2 separate regions of the Mus musculus genome follow, and region 1 is linked to region 2. The links are chromatin contacts, called in public HiChIP or PLAC-seq maps. All regions are on one chromosome and are shown on one strand. The core of a region is the stretch at or near the end of the contact, and the rest is flanking DNA. Distances in the headings are between cores, read along the strand shown.

The links. HiChIP or PLAC-seq counts read pairs in DNA pulled down with a chosen protein or histone mark.
Region 1: a contact with region 2 is called in an H3K27ac HiChIP or PLAC-seq map of embryonic stem cells, with 5 times the contacts expected there. The contact joins two enhancer-like sites. A contact is called at or near these places in 2 of 15 datasets of contacts at CTCF or cohesin (both in embryonic stem cells), 50 of 484 Hi-C or Micro-C datasets (the HL-1 cell line, the HPC-7 cell line, the MC3T3-E1 cell line and 15 more), 11 of 115 datasets of contacts at active chromatin or transcription factors (astrocytes, embryonic stem cells and epiblast stem cells) and 1 of 9 other capture datasets (embryonic stem cells).

Annotation. Positions count from the first base shown.
Region 1 is chr2:20,774,876-20,781,931 of GRCm38.p6, reverse strand. It overlaps Etl4 (enhancer trap locus 4), which reads right to left. Exons shown (of 22, transcript NM_001081006.1): 11 at 3,731-3,906; 12 at 860-990; 13 at 1-134. Among named protein-coding and RNA genes, the nearest start is that of Arhgap21, 190 kb to the left of the region's middle. Within about 2 kb of position 2,056, at least 18 of the 459 cell types and tissues checked have an H3K27ac peak or open chromatin away from gene starts, as enhancers often do. A contact at or near this core is called in embryonic stem cells, where this site is marked.
Region 2 is chr2:20,490,632-20,497,680 of GRCm38.p6, reverse strand. The region is part of intron 2 of Etl4 (enhancer trap locus 4); the gene reads right to left. Among named protein-coding and RNA genes, the nearest start is that of Gm17171, 160 kb to the right of the region's middle. Within about 2 kb of position 2,805, at least 19 of the 459 cell types and tissues checked have an H3K27ac peak or open chromatin away from gene starts, as enhancers often do. A contact at or near this core is called in embryonic stem cells, where this site is marked.

The DNA of each region.
Region 1 (7,056 bases), core at 807-3,306, 280 kb before region 2:
CAAGACATCTGTCATGCTCCTCACACGCTTCAGGAGACTGTCCAGCTTGTGTGGCTCTTCCTTCAGGAACCTTACTGCCTCAACTTCTATGCGCAGGACAGCACGCATCTTATTTTGCAAAGTTGGAAATTCTCCTACAGGCCAAACCAGCAGTGATTTTTAGAATAGGAAGGCAGAGTGACAATGCCCACCCCACTCCTGTGACCTAGGGTAGCACAGAGAAATACCAAGTCGGGAAGCAACGGGGTGAAATCTTATGGTCAAACTGAGTGACCTTGGATAAGGTCACAGCCCCTCTGGGTCCATTCCCTGTGTATTATGGATAAGGCTAAAAAGTTAGGGTTTGTTTTCAACGAGTTTGGTATGTCTGTAAGTTCAGTAAAAGGGAAAGTTTTAGTTGTATGGTTTAGTTTCCATCTTCAGCATCCTTTATAAAGGTCCTCTAAGAAGTCTTGAATGAATCTTTTACTGTTTGAAGGATTGTTTATTTATTTACATGTCTATTTGAAACAAAGTATTACTGTTTCCCTAATCTGGTCTCAACTGACTTTAAGGGATCCTCCTGCCTCAGCCTCCCAAGTAGGATGGGATGGTAGGTCCAGATTTGAAAGCTTCTTCGGTTTTTTTGGTTTTTGATTTTTTTTTTTTTTTTTTTTTTTTTTTTTGGTTTTTCGAGACAGGTTTTTCTCTGTGTAGCCCTGGCTGTCCTGGAACTCACTCTGTAGACTAGGCTGGCCTTAAACTCAGAAATCCGCCTGCCTCTGCCTCCCAATTGGTGGGATTAAAGGTGTGCGCCACCACCGCCCAGCTGAAAGCTTCATAAACATTCCAAGCAACACACTTCCAGTGGAAGGCTCACCTTTGAGAGTGGCCACAGCTTCTCCCACTTGTCGCAGGAGGAAAGCCCCATCTTCCACATCTTTCAGGGTCACCACTCTGCCAGTGGAGGAAGAGTCCTTCTTCAAGTCCTCAACAAAGTCCTCCAGCTCACTGTGGGGAGGCAGAGAGCAGATGGAACTGAGCATGGAGGGTCTCAGAAAGGACACGTGCAGGAGCAGGGGCTCTCCCATTTTCTGCTGTGTCCCAGCCCTATCTTAAGCTTCCAAGGAGGAGGTGGGAGCACAGTCGATAGTAGTTTGCTTTGCAATATTGCATGGCTATGTAAGGTAGCAACGGGAGAGCTCTCCCGTGTCTGTCATTTGTGGTTCAGATTGGTCCCGGGTGGGGGTGGAGTGGGCACTTGATACATTCTTAACTTTCAGTTGTATTCATGCCAGCCAAGAGAACAATGTGCACACTTGGTGACCAGGAATGGAGGGAGAGAAAGACAGAGGGGAGAGAGTCCTGATAGATTAGGATGGAGGCAGAAGATGGGGGCTGGGGGTAGCCTAAGAGGGGGGTATGAACCAGTACTACAGTGAAGTGTGTTAGCTCACTTTAGACAACCAGGTTTCTCAATTTTAGTACCTGACATTTTGAACCATATAGCTTCATTTTTAGTGCAGGGCTGTCTTACACAATGAAGGATGTGCATCCTTGGCCCCTTCCTGCTGAGTAGCAGTAGCAAGCAATCACAAATTCCAATAATTTGTGACACATGTGAATGTCCCTTGACATGGTCAAATATCCCTGGGAAAGAGAGAGCAAAACTGCCCTCAAAATCCCCTAATGGATAGCCTCTCTCTAGTGTACCTGACTGTCCCATCATTAATGACTGTCTCTCTTCTCTCACAACTAAGAACTTAGAGATCTGATTTCTGGAGGGAGGGAGGGACGGATGGAGGGGTTGGGATGGAGAGAGAGAACAGATATCAACTCCAACACAGCCAAGTTATATTCTTCCACTTGAAACAACAAAAACAATTTGCCCAGATGTGTTTGTATCCTTTCAAGTTGCCTGCAAATTCAAGAGAAAGCTCTTAAAGGACGAGGGTGCTAAGAAATGCAAGACCACTAGGTGGCAGTAAGTGAATGGCGGCTGTACTTCCTGGCGCCTTAGTGGAGGAGAGGATGGCCTCACAAGACATGGGCCCTTTCCTCTAGGTGAGTGAGTAGAAAGGAGCTAATGCAGCCACAGGAGGGAGTCCAGCAGGGCAGGACATACATTCAACAAGGATGAAGTCACACGTGACACATCTGACCTCTTCTGAGCAGGGGGATGAAGTATTTGGTGATGCCAGCCATTCTGATACAGAAATCTCTGATGAAAGGATGCCCCGTTAGGGTCTGCATCTGTTAAACACACCTGGTGTTAGGTGAGCATACCTACAGGGCACATGCAGCTGCTGCTCCTTGGGGTGGAGCTGGGCCAATCCTTGTCAGACCTCTAAATGGTCCATTGGTGAGGGAGGTTCCCTGGTAGACCAAGCAGTCTCCTGCATTCTTTCAGGCTTTGATGAAGCCCTTCCAAGCTAAGACTCCAGGGCCCCCAGTTCCTTCAACCACCCACAAACTGGTCAATATGCAAATACTCCTCCAAGGAGATGTTCCATGACCCAAAGCCACTCCATCCAGATAAACTCCTATTTTAGTTTCTCTTACCCAGTCTGCCTCCTGCGCATCATATCCCTGCAACCCAAAGTTCCCCAAACTCTGCTCCCCTTTGACGGGCAGCAGGGAACCTCTGACACCATTATTCTGCCAATTCATGTGCTTGTGATTCCTATTTCGAGCTCTGAAGGCCACTTTTATTAATTCAGAGATTGAAAAAGAGACAGTGCTGCTGAAAATGAGTGCAGACGGCCTTTTGAAAGTCATCAATGGGCTTTTGAAATAGGTAGGCTTTGCTCAAGAAGACGTCAGACATTCATGGGGCCTCCAGATTTCAGCATGGCCTTAAGCTGCTTTTTATTCTGCCTTTGTTGAAAAGAAGCCCATTGTTTGTTAAACTGAACTTAGTCTGACTCTTATTAGAAGCTGTTATTTCCAAGTAGAAAACCATGAAAGATATTGACTCATTTTTTTTTTCTGTTCTTTAATCCCCACTTTCACTCCTCTGTCCTCATGTTCAGAGGACCCAAGCCTAACAGTTCTACCAGAGTATTTCTTTTCTGGAATTTAGAAGGAAGGGAAAGGGACAGAGAAGGGCCAGCAAAGAGCAGGCGTTACTTCTCAGTAGCCCTGAGCCAGGTTCTAGAATATCTTACCTAAGCTCGCTCTCCTGTCATACGGATCCACCCAGTTACCCTAGTCTATGTCTGTTTAAGGTATAAGAAACAGATATGATAATATTAAGGAGATATATATGTATTCCATAACTTTTAAATTAGTGTTGTGTGACTGTGCATGCAGAAGGCAGAAGACAACTTTCTAGAGTTGGTTTTCAGGGTCTATTGTGGGCTCCCATGATCTTACAGTCTTTGCAAGCACAGCCTAGACAGGTACCAAGCAGGTCTCCAAAGCAGGAGTATGACCCATAGAAGACACCAAGCCAAGGAGAATGATACCGTTCAACTGTGAGATGTGATTAGGACCATGGACCCAATTCTCCTGCCAATCCCCAACCCTGTGGTTTTCTAAGGATGCCCCACATTTTCCTGGCCCAGAGATATACTGTCATGGGGCCTGCTGAGTTTCCCAGACCTTAAAGGAGGGACAGTTGGGACAAAGATACCAGGCTCAGCAGATCTCTAGCTTACACAATAGGTGCTCATTAAAGAGAGGGAGAGAAATACCAGCTAAGAAGGTCACCCTGTGAACAAAGACAGTTTTTCTCTTCAGGGTGACTCACCATAACTTTTTGACAATCCGCTCTTCTTCGTGGAGGTACTTCTGTCTCTCTTGCTCCACCAGGGTGCGCTGACGCTGTACCGGATCCTCTAGTCTCTTCATGGTCTCCTTCACTTTGTTACTGATTTCCAGCTCAGCCTTCTTCATCATCGCCCTCAGAATCTCCTGGTTCTGCAGCTGTTGAACAAAAGAAATCAGCCTCCATTGGCTTCATCTGTCTGCTATCATGAAGCCTGAATGCCCTGCAGTCTTCAGAAGTGGGCACAGAGAAAACCCACAGCTGAATCTTTATTTCAGTAAGAAAGAGAAGAGAGCAAGGACTGTATACAGGACTGTATACAGGATTGCTTCCTCAGAGAACGGCTAAGTTTTATCAGGCAACTGACAGCTGAACTTCTGTGCCTATAAAAAAGGTAGAGTTTTTTCTAGTCTTTGGCTGCTGTTACACACACACACACACACACACACACACACACACAAACACACCACAAACTCTCACAGACGATTTTATAGAGAGGAGTCAAGAGTACTAGCATTGAAAGCCCAGTGATCAACCAGGCCTTCAGTCCTTGTCTCCCCCCAGACACTTGGATAGGCTTTCTTGCTCTCCGTTTCGCGTTTCTCTCCTGATGTAGAATCTGCTCTCCTTGGCAGAGCTACTCTGAGGTTCTTGTAGATCCTCAACAACCATTGGGTTGACAGGAATTTTTCAGAATGTCTTCAAAAAGCGAATCTGAGCTCTCTGATTTGTTTGGCTTCATGTCTCAACAGTGTAGAATCACAGCTCCTTACCATGTGGCACTACACATTGATGGGGCAATAATGAGTCCAGATGAGACAAAGGCTCTTGGGAATTGACTAATTTCACTGGATTTGACAAAGGCTGCATTTATATCTAAGTCCATAATTTCCATACGGTTTCCGGGATTCACTGGTCCTTCATCACATGGAACAAAGAGCATGCAAGTTTGAGCTACCCTTCAGAAGATGCTTGCCAATAGTTGCTAGGTTTTCATATGTCCACAAAGTGAACACCCTTGATCAGCTTCAGCAGCAATTGTATTTTATTCATTCCACTGTCCCTAAGACACCCCCCCTCAAAAAAAAAAAAAAAAACAAAAACAAAACACCAGAGCAACATTCAATTGTTTGCACTGGTTTCTTGATCCTTTTCCACTACAAGGTATCACCTCAGAGGACTGGGGATGCTGTTGTCATCTGCCCCATTATCTCTTCACACTGAGAGGAAGAACACTTTGACCATGGTGCCACTCTTTCAAAGCCCCATTGTGATCTTCATTATGAGATAAGAGTGAGCTGGGGCCGGGCGTGGTGGCGCATGCCTTTAATCACAGCACTCGGGAGGCAGAGGCAGGCTGATTTCTGAGTTCGAGGCCAGCCTGGTCTACAAAGTGAGTTCCAGGACAACCAGGGCTATACAGAGAAACCCTGTCTCAAAAAAAAAAAAAAAAAAAAAAACAAAAAAAAAAAAAAAAAAAAAAACCCCAAAAAACAAAAAACAAAACAAACAAACAAAAAAAAAAAGAGTGAGCTGGGTCACGTGCAAAGGCACCACTGGGCTCCAGTGTCAGTGCATGGTGATTAACTGGCCAAAGAGATTATAGCTACGGGTTATGGTTATTGGTTTCCGTGAGTGTTGATAAGGAAGTGTGTGTACTGTTCTTGATGACCTCTGTGACTCAGAGTCATGTTCTCCCAGCTTTGCTAAGGTCCCTTCATTGTGCTTCTAGGATCAGTCAGTACAGAGCAGACATGCACCTCCTCTGCTGTCTATGCTTTCCTGTCTACTTTCTTTTCAGATATCTTCCCACATTTCCCATGGTCACATCAACATCCTTTGGTCTTTCTGACTCACCGAGCCCCTTTCCGTCACAGTGACCTTGAGCCTGCTACTTCCACCTCCTGAAATGGCCTTCCCTCCCGCTTGCTAATTTCTGCTCTTGAAAGAGGATCCAAAAACATCTTTTGAATAAATGAACCCAAGCAGCCATACTGTTAACAGAAAGCAGTGGAAAATCCAGACTCTAAGTGGTTGAATTAGGAAGTGTGAGCCACCAGCTTGGATGAGCCTTGAGCTCAGCCTAGCTGTGCTGCAGAGGCTGTGGCAGGTCTATGGGTGACACTGTATACGGAGGTCAACGATACATAAACAGCACTGCCTTCTATGAAAAGTTGGGCTTGAATTCAGGGCCGTGGAGCAAATGCCACAGACTCTGCTGTGTTATGGAGGCACAGTGACTGGAGCTAGATATGCAAGACACAGAGCAATACGTGATTAAGTAGTTGTAAAGGTTGTGGATGAGGCTAAGGAGCCTGTGAGAGACTCGACTGATTTAGCTGCTTTTGGGGACAATCTGAGCATCAGAATGTTTTTTTAAACTTCCTGGGTGAATGTGTTTTACTAGCAAGGACAGCATCATGGTCTAAAGGGTTCATGAAAGGAGAGTTGATATCACTGTGCCATGAGCTAGTTAGTACACACTCTCTTCTCTGCTACACCCTCCTGCTTACACTCCACAATGAAACAAGCTCAGACAATCCTGGAGCAGCATGTCTATCCAAAATATCAAGTATTGCTGGGAGGGCCTTCAAATTGGAATTTGAGAGGTAGCAAGTAGAAATCGCCCCTGAGAGGCCGTGTGACTTGTTTGGGCTTATTTGGTAGTGTAGGCTCAATCCAGCTTAGAGAGAGGTCATTTTACTATGACTCCCAAGTTGTTCTTCTATCTAGACAAGAGTCTTGTTCCAGGCTACGAGCACACTTTCTGGCACATAGTGGATACATCTAATGTAACATTTCTAATGCAGCTATGGATGTCTTGGAAGAAGACAATTGTACATAATATTAGAGTTACTGTGTTAGCAGAGTAGAGGAGCAGCAGCTATTCCTGAGGGCTAGGCTTTGTCTCCTTTCCAGACAGGAGGCATTGTGGGAGTCAGCTGAGGGGAACAGAGAAGGAAATTCTCATGGCCCTGTGAGGAGGGATTCCCAAAGGAAGAAATGCTGAGCTAGTTAGTTTTTAGTCCATTTCCCTACTCCATTTATCCTGTCCTGTTACTGCTATTATGTCTTGGCCATAAGACTGCCCCATTCATCCCAGCAAAGGGAAAAAGAAAAGCAGGGGGTGAGATGTGGGTCCACAGCTCTCTCCTAAACTGCTGTCAGAACCTGAGAGGATTGGTAAGGTCCAAGTTTCAGTTGTTGAAAGAGAGTACACAAGCAGTAAGAGATACATCCTTACATTTTGACACAGTTCCACGAGTCCACAAATGTGCCCACCACTACATGGCATTGAAAAAGAGAGA
Region 2 (7,049 bases), core at 1,556-4,055:
TAGAGACACCTCTGTGACACTGATTTCGACTCTTTGAAGTAAATAGTTAGATTAAACTGAATCTTGAGGCTCTAAATGTTGGGGTAATCTTTTTGTACACTGTGTGATATGTCTCTATCCTTTCTCACCTGTCTAAGGCATTCTCGGTTTGACTTTAAAAAGAACTGTTGGCCAATAGCAGGACAGGAAAGGGAGGCGGGTCTTCTGGGCAGAGACAGAAACTCTGGGAAAGAATCAGGTACGGGACAATCAGCAGCCAAACATGGAAGAAGATGGACATACTGGGACAGTGAGAGGTAACAGGCCACATGACAAATGTGGACTAGTATAGACGGGGTTATTAAGTTATAAGAGCTAGTTGGGAAATAGCCTAAGACAGTGCCTGAGCTACAACAAATAATAATAGACTCTGTGTCATTATTGGGAGCTGGCAGTTTGAGACAGTCTGGAAATAGCTACAGATTATAAGTGCAGCTTACTGTGAATGCTAAGGAGCAACAGACGTCCAGCCATCATGAGCTACTAATGTTTCTCCAAAAGTCAACAACTGCAAAGACGGGTCACTCCTGAGCCCTTGTGCCACCGCTTCCATAAGTACAGACTTGGGTTAGATAGTCCCATTTTCCTACCTCTGGAGTGACAATAGCAACAGTACCCAACTCAGAGGGTACTGTGAGAGGCAAAGGAGAGCTGTGCCTGATGCCATGGAGAAGTGTGTGAAATGAAGTCGATCAATAACAACTCTTATATCAGTCACGGCCATAAGAAAAGAACAAGACCATCCAAGGACTGGTCATGATCCTTAGAAAAGATGTCAACATGTGGTGAAAGCTATTGGGTCAAAGTGATAGGAACATGACCGGACAGTACAGCAAGATGGCTTCTATACAGCGATGTGGGTAGCTCTTCTCTACTGCACTGGGAGTCAACATTGGCTCCCTTCAACGTCTGAAGTGCTCTGGAAAACAAAATGCAGTGACCTTGGTAATCTAAGCGGAAGAGGAACACCCAGAATAGATCCGGGTGAGGCGTGCTTAGCTTCGTTATGGAAGTAAGGCCTGTTAGGGCTGTAGGACTTCTTAGAAACTTAGTCTGAAGTGTCTTAAGTCTGCTAACTAAGGCTGGAGCTTCTCACCTTTATCCCATTAGCAATCTTTTCAAAGCCCAAACAATGGGCCTTTGTAACCAAGGTATTTCTTTTCTCCGTTGAGGTCAAAAATCTAATTAAGTTGACCCTGAGCACACACAGAGAATTAGCCAGAGAAAGCTAAACAATTGAGAGATGGGGGAGGGGAGGGCAGGAAGCCTGGCAATCAGATAAACACATTACTCGCTGACAACAGGTTGTAAAAACCTTGATGGCACTGGCTTGGGACAAGTTTAGAATGGGATGTAGTCACCTCAGTGCTACCTGGTACACCAAGGGGGAAACTTACAAGGAATGAAGGGAAGGATTAGATTTATGCTTTCCCATATTTACTTAATAATTGGCAACGCTATCCTGAGCAACTGCAAGAACCCAACAGGGGGGTGGAGAGATGGCTCAGTGGTTAAGAGCACTGAGTGCTCTTCCAGAGGTCCTGAGTTCAATGCCCAGCAACCACATGGTGGCTCACAACCATCTGTAATGGGACCTGATGCCCTCTTGTGGTGTGTCTGAAGACAGCTACAGTGTACTCATACAAGTAAAATAAATAAATCTTGAAAGAAAGAAAGAAAGAAAGAAAGAAAGAAAGAAAGAAAGAAAGAAAGAAAGAGAGAGAGAATGAACCTAACAGGGATGTGATGGGAAGGATGACCTGAAAGGTTCATCAATCAATATAAAAACCCTGCCTGCCCTGTGAACACTGTGAACCCTTGTCTCTGCCTGGAGCACTGAGAATATGGGCATACATGGTACCAACCCAGGTTTGCACATGGGTGATGGGCAGCCAAACTTAGGTCTTTATGCTTATAGCAGGGACTTATAGTGGGGAATTTTCAGTATGAGCCATCTATGCAGTCTGCCATGTGAATTTTGAGCCATTTAGTGTGGTAAGTCTCATCACAGATAGGCCTATTTATTCCTCCCCCAAAACTTCATGGTTCTGATGGGTTTTTGTTGGTTCCCTCAACATCAGCAACTCAGCATCTCCAGTTCCAGGAAAAGGGGGAAAATTTAACATCTGCAGTGTCTCCCCATGCATAAGTCAGGAATGCCTCCAGACATTCACACAGCATACTTCATAATGTATGCAGTTTTGATTGATCATTGACAAGAAGCCCAATGGCCATTTATCAAAAAGATGCTAAAACCATAAAATGGTTAACTTATAAATTAAGTACATGGCCTGGAAATCATAGCTCAACTAGAAGAGCATTATTTTCAGAGATCCTTTATAGCTCTAACATTTTTCAAGCCTAATCATGAGTTCTGTTTGCCTTTGGTACAGACCCAGGTTTGACTCCACAGCCCTGCTTCCTGCACACTGCCTGACATCTAGGCACTCCAGAAATACTTGTTTCATAAAATGAACAAAACTGAAGTGTGGGCAAATTTAACCCTCCAGGTCCCAAGCCAGATTTTCCCAGCTCACTCCCAGAGTCTCATAAAGTAGCAGAAGGCAGCAGAGGCTCAACACACCATTTACACCTCAGTGCTGGACTTCCACACTCTTAGTCTGCCTTTTAGACTTAGGGTTGGTCTGGACCTCCATGCTTGGAATCTTCAATTATTTCACTTCCTGCAGTTATAGAGAAGGAGAGGCAGAGGCCACAAAGCCCTGTGAAGCAGCAGGCGTTCAAATAGGCATACCAGCATTTCACCACTAGAGGGCAGGAGAGTCAGGAGACCGTCTCTGCAAGAAACCACTGCCCTTCTGGGTATGAACTTCCTCGTGTAAGGAAGCAAACCCCTCATGAATAATTCACAATTCTTGGTCAGGGAATAGGATTAAAATTTCTTCTTTGGGCAATCTGAAATACACATTTTGAGCAGGGACTTTTTTAAAAAAAGTTTTAACTTAAAGCAAAATCAGAGCATATTCAGAAAAGTCCCCCAAACCTCTTGAACACCTCTTTGAGCAGCCGCCTGTGAGTTTCCAACCTATGCTCTGTATTTTGACCACCAGACACATCCATCCTGTGGCCAGGCATGCACATCTGGACCAGATGCATGCACATCTGACAAATAAGGTTGCTTCAGTTTAAAGTATAAGATGCCAAGTTAAAATAGTAAAAACACTTTAATATAGAGGCATCCCAATTTGGGAGCAATTTGTCTTCTGTCTGTTGGTCTGGCTTGGTTTCTTGAGACATAGTCTGGTTTGAACGCCCTATGTAGTCTAGGATAGACTTGAAACTTGAGATCCTCCTGCCTCTGCCTTCTAGGTGCTGGGATTCCAAGCAAGTGCTACCACACCCAGCTTGGAACTTGTCATTTTTATTGCTGTTCTCAATACCTGACTTGAATGTGTTATTAGGACACTTGCTCTTCAAGTGGGCCAGGTCTCTCCCCTGCTGGGGCTTTCTCCATCTCCTGAGCCTGGGATGGTTTTTCTTCATTCACTTTTCACTCAGTTACCACACTCAGTACTGAAGGTCTGGCTTGGGAGCTTCTTCCTTGTCTAGTGTTAATGCAGCTTGTGCCACAGCCATTGTGGGACCCCAGGGAACTATGTGTGGAATGTGAGATGGCCGACTCCCATCAGGAAGAGAATGGTTCCCATAGAGCCACATGTGAATGCTTTGGGAGTGGCATATGGATGTGTGGCCTTGTTGGAGTAGGTCTGGCTCTGTTGGAGGAAGTGTGTCGAATGCTCAAGATGTTTTAAATGCCCAAGCCTGGCCCAGTGTCTGTCTCTTCTTGCTGTCTGTGGATCTGGATGTAGAACTCTCTGTTCTCTCTCTAGCATTATGTCGGCCCAGACACTGCCATGATGATAATGGACTAAACCTCTGAACGTGTAATCCAGCACCAATGAAATGTTTTTCTTTATAAGAGTTGCTCCGGTCATGGTGCCTCTTCACAGCAATGGAACCCTAACTAAGACAGGGATGGGTGAGAAGCATCCTTGAGAAGGGACCGTTCTAGATGTCCAAACATAGTGGAGGGGAAAAGAAGGCTCGAAACTCCCATTCTAGACAGTGATGCCTGGGAACACAGAACCTAGATCAATTTTGTTACCCCTGACCTTGTCCTCTGTGCCTACAGATGACAGGCTTTCAGCAGTGTGTCTGACCTAAGGACTATTATGTAATAAGCATATTCCTCTGTCATATTCTGAGTTCTGCTTTGTATTCTGACCCAAACCTCATGTCTGTTTTTGCCCATGTTCTGGAGGAAGGTGCCCTGACAGACATGTTTATCTCTTATTCCAACAGTTAGTACTCAGCGAGTCTCCTTGACATGGCAGGTACCTTTCTGCCTCATTCCTCAGGCTCTGGATTCCTTGAACCTGGCAGTACACAGCCCCAAAGCCATCGTGGAAGAATTTGTGAAATTGGTTCAGTGTTCCATTTAAAACAGGATAAGGCTCTTTGGTGCCTAATGGATAGAGCCTAGGGTAGCAAAATATGCTTGGTGATACGGATTCTTACCTTTCACAAGCTTGAGGTAGCAAGAGAAAGGTGCACCCAGGCCAGCCTTGGGAGAGAGTTCGGGGAGAGGGTGACTAGTTTTCTCTAGAGAAGCTCAGTCCACGCACAGCTAGAGGTGGAACGGCGAGGAGAACCATGCTTATTCCCCATCTTTCAGTTTGAGACCTCTGCTTGCCTTAGGTGTTGTCTTAGATACTGCTTAATGGAACGAATGGGGCGTTTCCTGATTTGGGGATGGAGAAATGTGAACTGTGTGGCAGCGAGAGCTGAGAGCTCAGAGGTTGGTTGCCACTTAACCTCTGATTTTCCTAAGAGGTATCCAATGTCTTCCTCTGCCTTCTACAGTGACAGAACGTACCCTAAAATCCAGAATTGACATCTATGATTCACAGGGCTCTGAGACTCAGGAGGCATCAGCTTTGGAATCTTTTAGCCACAAGGAGAGAAAGGACAGGTGTGCAAAACAGTAAGCAGCAGCCAGGCCGTGGTGGTGCACCCCTTTAATCCCAACACTAGAGTGGCAGAGGCAGGAGGACCTCTGTGAGTTTGAGGCCAGGCTGGTCTACAAAGCAAGTTGTAGGACAGCCAGGGCTACACAAAGAGAAATACTGTCTCAAGGGAATTGTGGGAATGGGGAGAAAGAATGAAACAGAAGATTAAGGTGGTTTAGAAGTTAAGAGTCCCTGCTATTCCAGGGACACAAGTTCAGTTCCTTGTGACCCCTCAATAACTCAGAACCTTTTATAGCCTCTGCCTGACGGGATATGCTGCCCTCTTCTGGCCTCTAGAGGCATTGCACCCACATGGTACATTTGCACAGACACAGGCAAAATACTTACATGTAAAACAGAGTGAACAGCACAGGTTGCCTGTGCTGAGGATCCAGTGAAGAGAAAGAGGCCTGGCTGGGAACTGTGTAGAAGGTCAAACTGGGGAGATGTTTGCAGGACGTTTGACAAATTATTTGCCATCCCCTAAAAGTGATTTTTAAAAAAACAATTGTATTTATTTATGCATGTGTGTGTGTGCATATGTGTGTGTGTGTGTGTGTGTGTGTGTGTGTGTGTGTAAGCAAGCATGTGGAGGACACAAGAAAATTTGCTACAGCCAGTTCTCTCCTTCTACTGTGAGGGTTCCAGGGACTGAACTCAGGTCATCAGGTTGGTGGCAAACACCTTTGTCTACTGAGCCATCTTGCCAGTCCTAGTGATGATTATTTTTTTTTAAGATTTATTTATTTGTTATATGTGAGTACATTGTAGCTGTCTTCAGACACTCCAGAAGAGGGAGTCAGCTCTCATTACAGATGTTGGTGAGCCACATGTGGTGGCTGGGATTTGAACTCAGGACCTTCAGAAGAGCAGCCAGTGCTCTTACCCACTGAGCCATCTCTCCAGTCCCCATCAAAACTTAGCCCATTGTGGTGATACATGTCTTTAAACCTAGCACTGGAGAGTCAGATAGATCACAGATAGATCTCTGTGAGTTTGGGAGCAGCCTGAGATACATAGTAAGACCTTTTCTTAAAAATCAATCAACCAACCAATCAACCAATCAACCAACCACCAACTTCCAAAATAATAACAAGAAAACATTAGAGCAGGTTTCCTTTGGAAGCCGTTGCTGAAGCCATAGTATGACCTGGGTCAAGCACACAGGCATGAAATGGTCACAGCTTAAAAATCATTCATTGAGCCGGGCGTGGTGGCGCACGCCTTTAATCCCAGCACTCGGGAGGCAGAGGCAGGCGGATTTCTGAGTTCGAGGCCAGCCTGGTCTACAAAGTGAGCTCCAGGACAGCCAGGGCTATACAGAGAAACCCTGTCTCGAAAAACCAAAAAAAAAAAAAAAAAAAAAATCATTCATTGAGGGGCTGGAGAGTTGGCTTAGCAGTTAAGAGCACTGATTGCTTTTCCAGAGATCCTGAGTTCAATTCCCAGCACCACATGGTGGCTCACAACCATTTATAGTAGGATCTGATGCCCTCTTCTGGTGCATCTGAAGACAGCAACAGTGTACATGTATACATAAAATAAATATTTTTTTTAAAAGAAACAACAAATTATTCATTGATTCAACACTTTGGCAGGAAAGAAAGTACTTCCCCTTCCTTGGCTTTCCAGAGGGACAGACTTCCTTCCATCAGAACATATTTTCCCATCCCTTAATCTTTTCTTGAGAACCATAGGGCATTCCCTTCCCTTTCCTCCTCCTCCTCTATCTTCCTCGGGCCCACATGTTGGCTGGGAGGATTGTAGCAGTCCAACTCTAGGTAGAAATGGTAGAGTTAGAGCCCTAATTCTGGAACATTCCTGCTAGACATGCATCTCAAATATGCTGCAGAGGCCCTTATGCTAAAAGCTCAGTCAGCAGCCCATGGTGCTGCAGGGAGGTGGTAGGACGTTCAGGAGGCAGAGTGTAGGAGGAAGAGGAGGAGGCTGGTACATTGGTTCCTAGGTCCCTTCCATCCT